2 separate regions of the Mus musculus genome follow, and region 2 is linked to region 1. The links are chromatin contacts, called in public promoter capture Hi-C maps. All regions are on one chromosome and are shown on one strand. Each heading gives the region's core, a stretch centred on a gene start, on an enhancer-like site or on the middle of the called end of the contact. The rest is flanking DNA. Distances are from core to core; before and after follow the strand shown. Region 1 has its middle 10 kb from the start of Gm13398. Region 2 overlaps Vav2 (vav 2 oncogene).

Region 1 (6,724 bases), core at 2,586-5,085:
ACAGGAGCTCAAGCAGGTCAGAAAGCAGGAGCTGATGCAGAAGCCATGGAGGGATGTTCTTTACTGGCTTGCTTCCCCTGGCTTGCTCAGCCTGCTCTCTTATAGAACCAAGACTACCAGCCCAGAGATGGTCCCACCCACAAGTGGCCTTTCCCCCTTGATCACTAACTGAGAAAATGCCTTACAGTTGGATCTCATGGAGGCATTTCCTCACCGAAGCTCCTTTCTCTGTGATAACTCCAGCTGTGTCAAGTTGACACAAAACTAGCCAGTACACGTCCCATCTCCCAGGCTGGGATTACTGATCTCCACAGTGCCCAGCTTTTATGTAGGTGCTGGGGATTGAACTCGCGTCCCCACACTTATGCAGCACGGACTCCCCAGATCTGCCACAATTAAGCTGTCTTTCTGTTGTCTGTGTTTAAGCCCGGTGAAATGTTGCTAGTGTCTGGGGGGGTTTGTCACGGGAGCTTTGCTTTTGACTTTCGTCCCACCAAACACCCTGGCCTTTTGATCTGGGGCCACCTCTCTCCACTTCCCATCGTCCCCCCATGGAGGGTTGGAGGAACCTTTGACCTTTCCCTCCCCTTTCTAGTCCTTACCCTTTCCCTGGCTACTGACCTCTGCCCCCACTAATTCAGACTTTGCAAGCAGTGCTTCCCCATGCTGTGACCCCCACTGTGGCTCCTGAGAAGTGAACTCTCCACACTGGTGGGTAGCTCAGTGATAGTGTTCTTGCCTTGCTTGTGAAAAGCCCCGGGCTCTGTAGAAATATCTGATGACTCATTTTTGAAGCTGCTTTGAGCCAGCTTAGGTCTAGCTACAAATGAACAGAAAACACCAGACCCCTGCTAACACCCGTGTCTGGGACTGCGGGTGTGAACAAATGCCACCGTTTTCTGCAGTGTGGCGATCAAACCCAGGACACTGTATACACGAGACAAACATACTGAGATAGACACACCCCCAAATTCCTTTATAACATACTGACTCCCTCTTTGTGTCTAAACTGCTGCTACGACTGTCTTTAGAGTTTTTTTTATTTCAAGTGACATAGTTTTTATATTACATTTTAATTAATTTATCTATATTGTGCATGAGAGTATCCTACAGTGTACATGTGGAGGCAGAGGACAACTTCTGAGAGTTAGTTGTCACCTTCTACCAGTCAGGACCCCAGTGATTGACCTCCAGTTGGCAGGCTTGGGAGTGAGTGCCTCTACCCACGGAGCCATCTCAGTGACTCTATTTCTTGGACAAAGTATATTCATCTCACTCCTTGGTTCTGGTATTTAACATCTAACATCTGAGGTTTGGGTAACTGAATTTTACCCCCTTGAGTTTCTGTAGCTGTCACTCCTGATGTCTTGTTTCCTCGGGAATTGGCTGAGTTTTGACAATGAAATTGTTTGCTGTGGTACTTTGTAGAGATTGTAGGGGTTTTTGTTTGTTTTGTTTTTTGTTAGTTTAGGCTTGAAAGTAGATTCCTTTAGGAATGCTTGTGTTTACCTCTGTAAATGATTGGCTTCTTCAGAGCTAGGGATCCTTCAAACTGGCATCCTCTCTTATAGATGTTTCAGAATAATTGAGGAAATGTGAATTTAGGCTACACATACAGACACACATACACATATCACACACATACACATATACCACACATACACACCACATATACACATATGCATTCATATACAAACATGCAGCAAACATATACATACACTACACACACACATACCCTGCACACACATACAGCACACACACATTACATACACATATGCCACTCACAGATATACCATAATACATGCCATATACACATATTATACACACATACTACATACATATACCATACACACATATACACATATCACACACATACCACACCACATGTATACACACTCATACACTACACACAAACACACACACTACACATGCATACACACCACACACACATACACACACACACACACATACACACACACACACACACACACACACCCCTGAGGACCTGTTTATGTCTATTCGCTAGCCCTTACAGAAGTTTCTTCCTCTTCTCTGCAGTACCAGCCCTTGAGGTACACAGAGTCTATGCAGCACTTGGGGCAGATGGATTCTCTTATCTACATAAGACAGTGAGGCCCAGCACCAACATGGGATTGGCTCCACTAGACTCCCCGACATGGCCAAGCTCTGCATTTTGCCCTTTATACTTTGCCCCAAATTTAGCAAAGACAAATCAGTAAAAACAATGATGTTCTAGTTTATCTATGAGAATGAGTGAGTTTTAATTCTCTAGCTTCCACAAGAAAAACCTATTGCCGAAAATAAATAAATAAAAACAATAAATTAAAAAAATTAAAAATATATAAAGAAAAACCTATTGCCAAGAGTAAACACCAGGCCAGCTCTGAGCCCATCCCAACACACCAGTAGCAACTAGTTTAGCCAGAAGCTAGCCTCATGGCTACCAGTCCACCGACCCTTAAACTCAACCTAATGCTCTCTTTGGGGGTCTGACTACCGAGATTCCGACCTTCCTTCTCCACAACACTTTTCTTTCCATTTCACCCTTTCTGGCAAGCCCAAGGCAGTACCAAGGATGCTGGGTACCCTTTATTTAATCTGAACATTTCCCTGTTTTAGTGGAAAAGCTTGTAGTTTGGTACTTTGGACAGAGAGGTAGATGCTGGGGGTGTACATACTGTAAACTCTTAACTTTCTATATTAATAGGATTAGGAATTTTCTGCTCTTGTTTTGTAATCATGGTTTTATTGGTTCTTTGAGAATTTCATACCATGTATATTGATCATATTCACACACACACACACATACACACACACACACACCACGATCCCTCCTAGATCCACTCTTGCCTCCCTACCCACTCAACATTGAGTTTTCTTCTTCTGTAAACCCACTGTGTAAACACAAACCCAATCTGTATTCCCAACTACTCTTGGGCCTGGGGGATTTCTGTCTCTTATTTTATATATGAGGGAACAAGGCATGGCGAATGATGAGGGTAAGACTTCGGAAGTCAGGCAGCCTGACTCTGAGGTCTTTAGTATGATCTATCATCATCAGATGAGTGAGTATCGAACTGACCGGTTCAGTCATTCTTCCCCAGCCAGCCCTGCTCCAGGTCCTGGAGGTCCAGCTGGGGTGGCAGCAACAGTTCTCTCTGTACTTGTGTGCCCATTGGTAGTGGACCCAGAGTTGACTGGATGGCTCCTTGGGGGAAGAAGCTGCTGCTGGAACACATAGCAGTGTTCATGAGGACCCACTGGCTATCCAGCCTGAGCTTCAAGTGGGTCCCCTCTGCTAAGTTCCCAGATTCAGAGTCTAGATCCCCAGCAGACAGTCACATGGAAGCCCAACACCCAGGGATGGTCCAGGGTGGAGATCTGTAGACTTTCTCTCTTGCCTTTGAAGATAGATGCTGCAAGCAAGACTCTGGAAAAAGCTCTGGCCAGAAGACCCTTCTCTGGTCACAGTGCCTTTTCTCTGCTGTAACCTTAGAGGGTGAGCCCTTGACTGACTTCAATAAGCCTGAGAGAAGGGTGCCATCAAACAGAGCTGTGGACACAACTTCTGAGCCCCCTCTCCCCAGTGCCATTCCCTAAACTCTAAGCCAAAAGGTCTTAGCCTCTTTCCTGTTACTCAAGGGTCATGAGCCCCCCCCCAGAAGGGCCAGCACCTATGATGGGGAACCCCTTAGTCAGCAGAGATGCTTAGGAAGACACAGACTGTTTCCACTGTCATTTAGGGAACAGCTGGGCACAGCTGCATCCAAGTACACTGCTCCAGCCCTGCCTGGAACACAGGGTCAGACTCCATTCCCTTCCCTTCATGGGCCCGACTCCAGCAAGCCAGGCCAGGGGACGGCGTGTCCTCAGGCTTGCCTGGCCCTATCCCAGCTTCACAAAGCAGTCCCCCAGCTTGTGGTGGGAGGACAGTTTCATCCCAACCAGAGAGACGAACGTGCATGCTTTTCTCTGAGGTCTTCTCAAACTGTGAAGATCTGACTGTAAAGCAGGGTCAGAGTGCTGGCATCATCCCAAAGGGGCTGGGGGTAGCTGGGAAGGGGCTGGGGGATAGCTGGGAAGGGCTTGGACGTAGCTAGAAATGTCACCGTGGGAATTTAAGAAAGTGGTCAAACTGTCCTTGAATCCTGATTATGCTCTACAATGGCCAGCTTTCTTCTGCATATGAACCAGGGTGAGAGGGCTGCCCTCCCACTCACACCACCAGGACACTCTCCACTCCTGATCCCTGCTCAGACTTCCCTGTAGCTCTCTGCTGGCTCCCTCCAGCCTGAAGGACCTCTAGAGGCAGAATCCTCATTGGTTCCTGTTGCTGTGTCAAACACTGTGACCAGAAGCAACCTGGGGAGAAAAGGGTTTGCTTGACTTACAGGTTACAGCCCACGTCATTGAAAACCAAGGCAGGAACTGAAGCAGAGACCACACAGTGCTATGTATAGTCTTGTTCCCCGTGACTCAGTGAGCTTTTTTATACTGGCCAGGCCCACAGGCCCATACAGCTGGGCCCTCCTATGTTAGCTGGCTACTAACAATTAAGAAAAGGCCCATGGACATGCCCACAGGCCAATCTGATGGAGGAAATTCTTCGGTTGAGTTTTCTTCTTCTCAGGTATGTCTAGGTTTGTTTCAAGTTCACAAAAATTAAACAGGACAGGACAGGCAGCTTTACCTGCTCTGTCATTCAGGTGTCAAGGTCAAACACCCACTCAGGCATCATGTACTCCCAACTGTGTGTGTATGTGTGTTCTGTGTGCACATATATGTGTGCAAACACTCTGATTCCTTCCCGGTCACATGCTCCTAGATTGCCTTGTACACACCTTTCTCTCTGCAGTCACTCATCTCAGGAGGTGTCTGCCTGCCTGACAGAACCCTAAAAGCCAGGACTCAGTATCACAGCCTCAGTTTCCCCTCCAGGTCCTCAGCCCAGATCTAGTAGTTCTCAGAATATGATGTGTGAAGAACACCCAGGTCTTAGCTGTTTGCAGCTTTGTTTATTTTGTGTCTGTGCAGATACACTTGGAGAGGCCAGAGATGGGCCCTGGGTATCTTCATTTATGGCTTGCCACCTTATTTAATTCTTAAACATGGCTCCTCACTGGACCTAGAGCTTGCTGCTTTGGCTGTCTGGCTCACCAGCAAGCCCCCAGGCTTCTGCCTCTCTCTGTCCTGCAGAAATGAGGTTATTCTTGGACCCAGCTTTTACATAGGTGGCGGGATCCAAACCCAGATCGTCAAGCTTGTGCAGCAAGCCCTGCATCTGCTGAGCCATATTTACAACCTCTTATCCAGGCTGTACCAATACTTTAAATTTCTATTTTAACTCACTAGCAACAGAGGTCAGTGGTGATGCTGGGTGAGTTCATGAACTTTCTCAGTTACCCATGTGTGGTAGAGGACTGTAGGTACACCGATAAACAAAAGACCATTGCAGCACCCTGCTGGGCTTCATGCCTGGCTCTTTGGCCACTGTGGTTCCCAATCCACTGCAGGAAACAGTCCATCTAACTTCTGAGATGGCCCTTCCTGGTGGGTTGGGCTGCCACCCGATTCTACAGCAGAGGCTTCTAAAGGGCAGGAAAGTTGGGTGCTGTGTCCAAGGTCAATAAAAAGTGACTAGAGCCTTGACAGCAGGTTCTAACATCCTTTGTCCCTCCAGGGATACACCAGTGTCCTGTTCCAGCATGGTCCCTAAACACACGGTGTCCCTGAGGTGTGGTTTCCCATGAGTACCTACCAGACACCAGCTACACATGCTTGCACACATGCTTGCTTCACATCTGTCCCCTCCCAGACCACCCAATCAGCTGGAGCAAGACAGACAGACAGACAGACAGACAGACAGACAGACAAGAGTTCCCAGGAGAGAGCCTGCCTTGCAGGGATCCATGCCCTGTACTGCAGCCAGCCACCAACACCGCACCCCAGGAATCCTTCCCGGAGGCCTGGCTGCTGCTCGCCAGCCAGAGACTGGAGAAGTCAAGGGTTTCAGCTCCTGCTGGGGGGAAGGCCAAGGCAGCTACAGCTGGGCTTCCCAGAGGCCAGGAGCTGGTTCCAGGTCAAGTCTACACCAGGCCAGCCAGCTTTGGGGGTGAAGTGGAGGAGGAGAACTCTTGCAGATGCCAGTCCTGAGCACCAGTGAGCAAACAGAAGCACGTGGCACTTCATACAGATTAGATGGAGCACTGGATCCTGGGGCTAAGGACCCTAGGTATCCAAGAGAGTGCCCTCTGCACTTCTGAAGGGCCATTTGGTATCGGGACTAGCCTTTCTCTGAGAACCTGCATGTTCTGGAGTATTAGTTAGCCGGGAAAGTGTGTGAGGCTTGCCACACTTAGATCTAGGGAGAGAGGGGTCCTTCACATGAGCCCCACCATCCAAATGCAACCAGGATGGATTCTCAAGCCAGAGTACTGCTGAGCTGCCGGCCATTCCACATAGCCAATCTGCAGCCCGGTCCCTAGGGCCTGGGGGGGGGGGGTTAACGTAGATATGGTGTCTAGACTTTTAAACAGGAGGGATGAGAGTCGAGCTGGGAGGAGCAGCACAAAGAGGGACCTATACTACTAACTAGAGAAAAGAGGGTAAAAAGAGAGATGAGCAGAAGTGCTGGCCGCCCCTGCCTGGATGCTCAGTGCTGCTCAGTCTGGGAACAGCAGTATCTCAGCAGCCTCTGTGATCA
Region 2 (6,724 bases), core at 1,339-3,838, 360 kb before region 1:
GTCTGTCTGTCTCCTTGACATAGTGGCCCCTTTCTTTCATCTGGACACGATGTCTTGTCAGAGCTGCTCAGGAACGTGAGGTAGGAAGGGGCTGTGAGAGAGGAGAAGCCCAGGCTCCTTGGGGATGGAGAGGGCAGAATCTGGGCTGAGGTGGCAGTGCAGCAGGAATGTAGACGGAGACTGGGTGGGCTTGCTGAGATGCTGGTCTGGACCTATGCCTCCAAGTAACTGCCTGGTATGATGGGAGTTTGAGTGTCCCTTCCTGATAGCATTGATGGACCACCCCTGTCCTCATGGTCCTCTGTCCTCTCAGACGATGATCCGCTGCTGTCGGGTTTCCTGTTCTCTAGCTACCCTGGTTGCCCTGGGGATGTGGGGGCTGCTCCATTTCTCAGCACCTCTGAGTCACTCCACTGCTCTCTCACTTCCCTTGGGCGCCCTATCCCCTGCCCCCTCAAAATAACACCTGGGATGGGGCAGAGAGCCCAGGTTGCCATTCTCTCTGAAAGCAGAGCAAGAGACTCTCTTCATGCACGCCTCAGAGTGATGCAGGTTGCTGATTTGGTGGCCAAGTGAGTGAAGGATGAGTGGAGCAGGGAAAGTGGGGAGGAGCTGAGTCCTGCAGGCTCAGCCAGGTGCTCTTGGATAATCATGGAATGTGGTCGGGAAGGCCATCTTGATGAGGACATCGTACGAGGTCCTAAGCCATACATGTGTTTAAGGTGAGGTGGCTTGGCTTTCTGTTTATTTTCTTCCTTCCTTTCTTCCTTCCTTCCTTTCTTTCTTTCTTTCTTTTAAAGATTTATTTATTTATTTATTTATTGTATGTGAGTACTCAGCACACTGTCACTGTCTTCAGACACACCAGAAGAGGGCATTGGATGGTTATAGATGGTTGTGAGCCACCATACGGTTGCTCGGAATTGAACTCATGACCTTGACCTTTGGAAGAGCAGTCAGTGCTCTTAACTACTGAGCCATCTCTCCAGCCCCAGCTTTCTGTTTCTTGCTCTGCCTACAGGGTGAGTTTGCTAGGAACCTGGAATTTGGGGCCTTTGGCCCAGCATGGGAATTCCCGTGATGGAAGGAAGCCCTTCCCACTTCGTGATGCACATCTTTATTGAGAACATCTATTATCATTGTGCACCTGACTAGAGGTGAAACTGTGGCAACAATCTTGAGTGTCCATTTGTGGGGAGACTGGAGGACGCATGTTGGGCTCAGGCCAGGGCAACTATACCCATCTCCATGGTGAGCTAGGGATTTGAGGCACCAGTGAGGAGGTGCGGAACCCAACATCTGATGGCTCCTGTGTCACTCAGAGCACCAGCTTGGACAAGGCACTAGAGCAGCTGGGCAGGGAGGCCAAGGTCATTAGCAACCCTGCCTTCCCTTTGTCTAGGAGAGGTTATTTCTATATTGGGAGAAAAATGAAAACAAAAACAAACAAAAAGAAAACCCAAAACCAAAAAACTGGTCTTACACCAGGCTTCTTCCTGTCCTGTTCATATGAGACAGGACCTGTGACCCTTCCTCAGCACAGGCACCACCCCTGGGCCACTGTGTCCCCCTTTGGTAAGATGGCAGTGGCTATCCCAGCCCAGAACATGCTAGCAAGGATAAGAGGACAAGAAACCAGTGTTCCTAGATGCCTCAACAGGAACTCTGGTTGGCCGTGGGACCCAGGGTGCCAAAGGCATGAAGGAGGCTCCAGTCAGTATACCCTGCCGTTCTCCTGACCCAGCTGTGAAATGCCAGATCTGGTGTAGCTTTCCTGGCCTGTCCTCTATGCCTGGGTAGCCTCTCACATGCTGGGCTCTTTTGGGGTGGGGCCTGAGGGTGAGTCTGCAGCTGTGAGCACTCCTGACCTTGGCCGCCCCACCTGTTGCCCTGGCATCCGTGGAGCCCCGTCCCCTCTCCCTGCCTGGAGGAGGGGGCAGAGATTGGGCACTGAGGGGCCTGGAGCCAGTGGGATTGGAATTTCTAGAAAGTTCAGCTTTTCACTGATTTTTTTCATGGGCCTTTGAGAAAGGGAACCCCAGAGACTGGCCTCACTGGACACACCTCCTTCCACCCCCAGCCCTGAGAAGAGCTATAGTCTAAGAGCTAAGAAGCCATACCTGCTTGTGGGGGGAAAACCAGAAACAAAAGAAGAAGCCATGAACCCAGTGTGGCCTGAGTCTAAGTTCCTGAAAGTTCAGGGGAATTCCTCAAGCTGATGGGGGGTGTGGGGAGCAGTGGGGAGCTGTGTCCTTGTCCTCTTTCTACAGACAGAAGAGTTTTTCCAGTGATCTGAGAGGAGGCCTAGGGGTCTAGAGAGCTGAGGACAGTGCAGGGCCCTGGGGAAGGGTGGATGGTGTGAGGGGACCTGGAAGGTCACTGAGAGCCTGGGTTAGAGAGCTGGAGAAAGGCCCCTCTAACTTCTGAGGAAGTCTTTCTGACTCCCTTCCCCTCCCCACCCCCCAACTCAGGAAACTGCAGAGCTATTTGGTTGGGGTAACTAAGGCTCTTGAAAGGTCAGGGACTTGCCCAGGGCCACCTGGGAAGTCATGTTTAGCAGAGTTCTGCCCTGTGCTATCTGCCCCAGTGGCTTCTGGTCCTAATGTTCAGAGTGAAACTAGGTAAGAGGGGAGCAGATTGAGGGTAACGTGCCTCCCATCTGAGCCTTCCCAGGGTGCATTTTGCTGGAGCAGGGCTGCCACTGATGGCTGACCCCTCTGCTTGTGCGGGAATGGAATTGACCTGGGGATGGATCACTGTTTTTTTTTTTTTTTTTTTTTTTTTTTCCATGATGTAACTGAGAGGCCTGGAGACTTCAGAGGCAAAGTCTTTGGTGGACCCTGTAAGCTGACAAAGTGGATAGTGACTCTCTGGGGCCTCACTAAGAGACTGTTAAGAGACCCAAGGAATCAGCTCGGCAAGCTGCTGGGATGTCTGTTGTTGGCATCATCCTGTGGAACAGAGGTAGCCTCCTCTTTGCATGCAGGGGGCAGAGTCTGTTGGGGCAGCAGGAAGTCTGCCCCCCTCCCCGCCCCCTGCTAAGCTTGTGTTTACTGTACACAAAGAGCAAAATGAAAGCCGATTGCATTTAAGAAACAGGAAAAACATGTTTACATCTCGCCTTCCTCCCCTTGACAGTCCAGACTTATTTCCCTGGAATCTTCTAAAATTTTTTCATTAAGACATTTTTATCAGTCATAACAGAGACACATTCACACCCATCCATCCATCCATATGCACGGGCACACCCACTACATGCTCCCAGGTGTGCACACACCCACCTCTTGCCCACACACAGCTTGCACGCACACACATCACATACCAGCATCCCAGGTGTGCTCACCTAGCTACGACAGCCACGGGAGTGGTTTCCCCATGAACTGAGGGGTGTGCTGCGTGGTTGAGAAAGAGGGGGCTTGCACTGTTTCTAGTAATACATAGAGTTGTCCCATGTGGGACAGTCGCCTGCTTTTGCAGGAATGAGGGGATTGTTGTAGCTGCCCCTCCCACATCAATCATTAATCAAGAGAATGCTCCTTAGGCTTGCTTACAGCCCATCTGCTGGAGGCTTTTTCTCTATCCAGGTTGCCTGTTCCCAGATGACTCTAGCCTGTTTCAGCCACTGGGTAGTGGGTTTGGATCTGAGATCTGCGTGCAGTCTGGAGTCATGGTCTCTGAGGACAGGAGTTCTCGGGAATGGCTGGTGGGGAAGATTTAAACCAAGACCTCTGCCTGGAAGGTGGTTAGGCGTGTTCTACTCTGCCCTACAGTGACATACCACACTAGCTCTGGGGCATCTGCGGCAGAAGTGAGATGTGGTGTCTGGTAGGGAGAGTGAGAGACTGGACTCAGGCAGGGGTCCCATGGAGACTTTGTTACTTAGAGTCCAAGATGGATCCTATGCTAGGCCCTCATGTGGCTGGCCCAAGCTCTGGAGCCCTATCCAGAGCAGTCGGGTGGGGACCTGTGAGCAGTGTGAATGGTAGAGAGGGACAGGAGTCGCAGAAACCAAGGCTTTTGTTTGCTGTTGTTTAGATCAGAACTGTCCTCTGAATGCCCATGTGAAAGGCTTTGTGACCACTGCTGAGCTTTGGGGGACATGAGGGACTTTGGAGACTCCAACATTAGGGGATCATAATTTCTGGATGGATGGTAATCTGTCTTAGGGTTTTACTGCTGTGAACAGACACCAGGACCAAGGCAACTCTTATAAGGACAACATTTAATTGGGGCTGGCTTACAGGTTCAGTGGTTCAGTCCATTATTACCAAGGCAGGAGCAACATCCAGGCAGGCATGGCGCAGGAGAAGAAGCTGAGAGTTCTACATCTTCATCTGAAGGCTGTTAGCAGAATATTGACTTCCAGGCAGCTAGGATGAGGGTCTTAAAGCTCATATCCACAGTAACACACCTACTCCAACAAGGCCATACCTCCTAATAATGTCACTCCTTGGACCAGGCATATACAAACCATCACATTTCACTCCCTGGTCCCCATAGGCTTGTTTAAACACATGAGTCTATGGGGGGCATATAGACACATAGCTTAATAAAAAAGTACATTTAGTCCAACTTCCAAAGTCCCTATAGTCTATAGCAGTGTCAATAATGATAAAAGTCCAAAGTTCAAAGTCTCTTCTGAGATTCATACAATCACTTGACTATAATCCCTGAATCAAGACACTAACTGGGCAAACTCCAAACTCTGCATCTCAATGTCTGATGTCAAAGCAGTTTTCAGATCTCTAACTCCTTTTTCATTTTTGTTGACTGCAACAAACTTCTTTCTCCTGGGCTGGTTCTACTCCCTGTTAGCAGTTTTCCTCAGCAGATAGCCCACGACCCTGGCATCTCGAACATCTTGGGGTCTTGTTACAACTTCTTGTTTCACTGTCTGGGATCCACACATGATCTTCTGGGCTCCGCACAAAGGGCTGGCATCTTCTCCAACTCTGCCCTCTGTAGCACTCTAAGCTCAGGTTGACCCATTCTACTGCCGCTGCTGTTCTTGGTGATCATCCCATGGTACTGGCATCTCCAATACACTGGGGTCTTCCACTGCAACTAGGCATCACCAATAGCCTCTCATAGGCTCTTTTCATGGTGCCAAGCCTCAATTTCTTCTCCTTCAGTCCTGTGCTATCACCTGCAACTAGGGCTGCACCTTCACCAATGGCCTTCCATGGCCTCTCACAGTGCCAAGCCTCAGCTGCTCTCCATGACCCCTTCATATCTTCAAAACCAGTACCACCTGAGTGACTCTTTAACACATTACCAAGTACAGCTGCAGCATGAACACAGCTTCTATTTGCTCTCAGATAACACTTTCCAGAAGATTTCACCTCAGTGATGCTGGTCTCCTCCTCCTCCTCTTCTTTCTTTTTCTTTAGTTTTTCTTTTCTTTCTTTTTTTAACTATTACTTTTTAATTTTGCGTGCTCACTCGGAGCGTGGTGTGTGTGTGTGTGTGTGTGTGTGTGTGTGTGTGTGTGTGTGTGTGTGTGTGGTATAAGGCAAAAAAGGTGGCTGGAGAGACAGCCGTGGGTGCTGGGAACTGAACTCTTATATTTTTGGTTGTGAGCCTAGCCTTTAACAGCTGAGCCATCTCTCCAGCCTGCTGGTCTCTTCTTAATCACTACTAATTGCTTAGCTCCAGCTAACCAGCATCAACTGTCCCAGTAGTCTCTTTCTCCTCTTGACTACAAAGCCAGAGACTCATGGCAGAAGCTGCTGAGTTCTGCTGCATGCAGGAGCTGGAACCATGGCCCCCTTGTTCTATTGCATTACCAGCTTCCTCTTTTCTAACTCCTTCACTGCCTAAGATCGGCTGTCCTGGATCTTGCTCTGTAGATTGACCTTGAACTCAGAGATCTGGATACCTATCTCCTGGGATTAAAGGTGTTTACCACCATGCCTGGATTTAAAATTTTCTTCGCCTAGAACTTGCTCTGGCCTTGAACTCACAGATCTGCTTGGCTTTATTTCCTGGTATTAAAGTTGTGTACCACCATGTCTGGATCTAAATTTAGCTGGGTGGGATCTTACCCCAAGGTCACCACTCCCTTAATTCAATTTAATATTCCTGAACACAGGATTCAGCTCCATTTCACTTCCTGGTGCTCCTTTAATACTCAAAATATGTATTTTATATTTTTCCTTTCTCAGCTTGCTATGCTTATATTCAGAGCACTCTTCTTGAGACTTAACCAGAGAACAAAGTCTATGATGGCTGTCCTTTGTCAATGCAATTAATCTGAGTCTCTTTAACTTAGCCTCAGGCAGACTCTTCAGACAAGGGCAAAAAGCAGCCAAAACACTTCAAAAACAGTCTTTAGGCCACATACTTAACTTCTCCACTGAACACTCTCTCTCTTGGGCTAGGACTGCACAGTTCAAATCATTCACAGCAACAAAGTCTTCCATATTCCTACTAGTATGGCTCATTAAGCCCCACTTAAAACATTTCATGACTTTCCAAATCCTAAGTTCCCAAATCCACATTCTTCCAAACAAAAATATGGTCAGGCCTATCACAGCAATACCCCAGTCCCTGGTACCAACTTCTGTCTTAGTTAGGGTTTTACTGCTGTGAACAGACACCATGACCAAGGCAACTCTCATAAGGGCAACATTTAATTGGAGCTGGCTTACAGGTTCAGAGGTTCAGTCCATTATCATCAAGGTGGGAAGCATAGTGGCATCCAGGCCAGCATGGTGCAGAAGTT

What was found. Promoter capture Hi-C pulls out the DNA fragments that hold promoters and counts their contacts.
Region 2: a contact with region 1 is called in a promoter capture Hi-C map of liver, with 2.1 times the contacts expected there. The contact joins two enhancer-like sites. A contact is called at or near these places in 2 of 39 promoter capture datasets (liver and pre-B cells), 1 of 15 datasets of contacts at CTCF or cohesin (large pre-B cells) and 1 of 115 datasets of contacts at active chromatin or transcription factors (large pre-B cells).

The regions. Positions count from the first base shown.
Region 1 is chr2:27,043,697-27,050,420 of GRCm38.p6, reverse strand. No RefSeq gene overlaps it. Among named protein-coding and RNA genes, the nearest start is that of Gm13398, 10 kb to the right of the region's middle. Within about 2 kb of position 3,835, at least 22 of the 459 cell types and tissues checked have an H3K27ac peak or open chromatin away from gene starts, as enhancers often do. A contact at or near this core is called in liver, where this site is marked.
Region 2 is chr2:27,400,790-27,407,513 of GRCm38.p6, reverse strand. The region is part of intron 1 of Vav2 (vav 2 oncogene); the gene reads left to right. Among named protein-coding and RNA genes, the nearest start is that of Vav2, 23 kb to the left of the region's middle. Within about 2 kb of position 2,588, at least 90 of the 459 cell types and tissues checked have an H3K27ac peak or open chromatin away from gene starts, as enhancers often do. A contact at or near this core is called in liver, where this site is marked.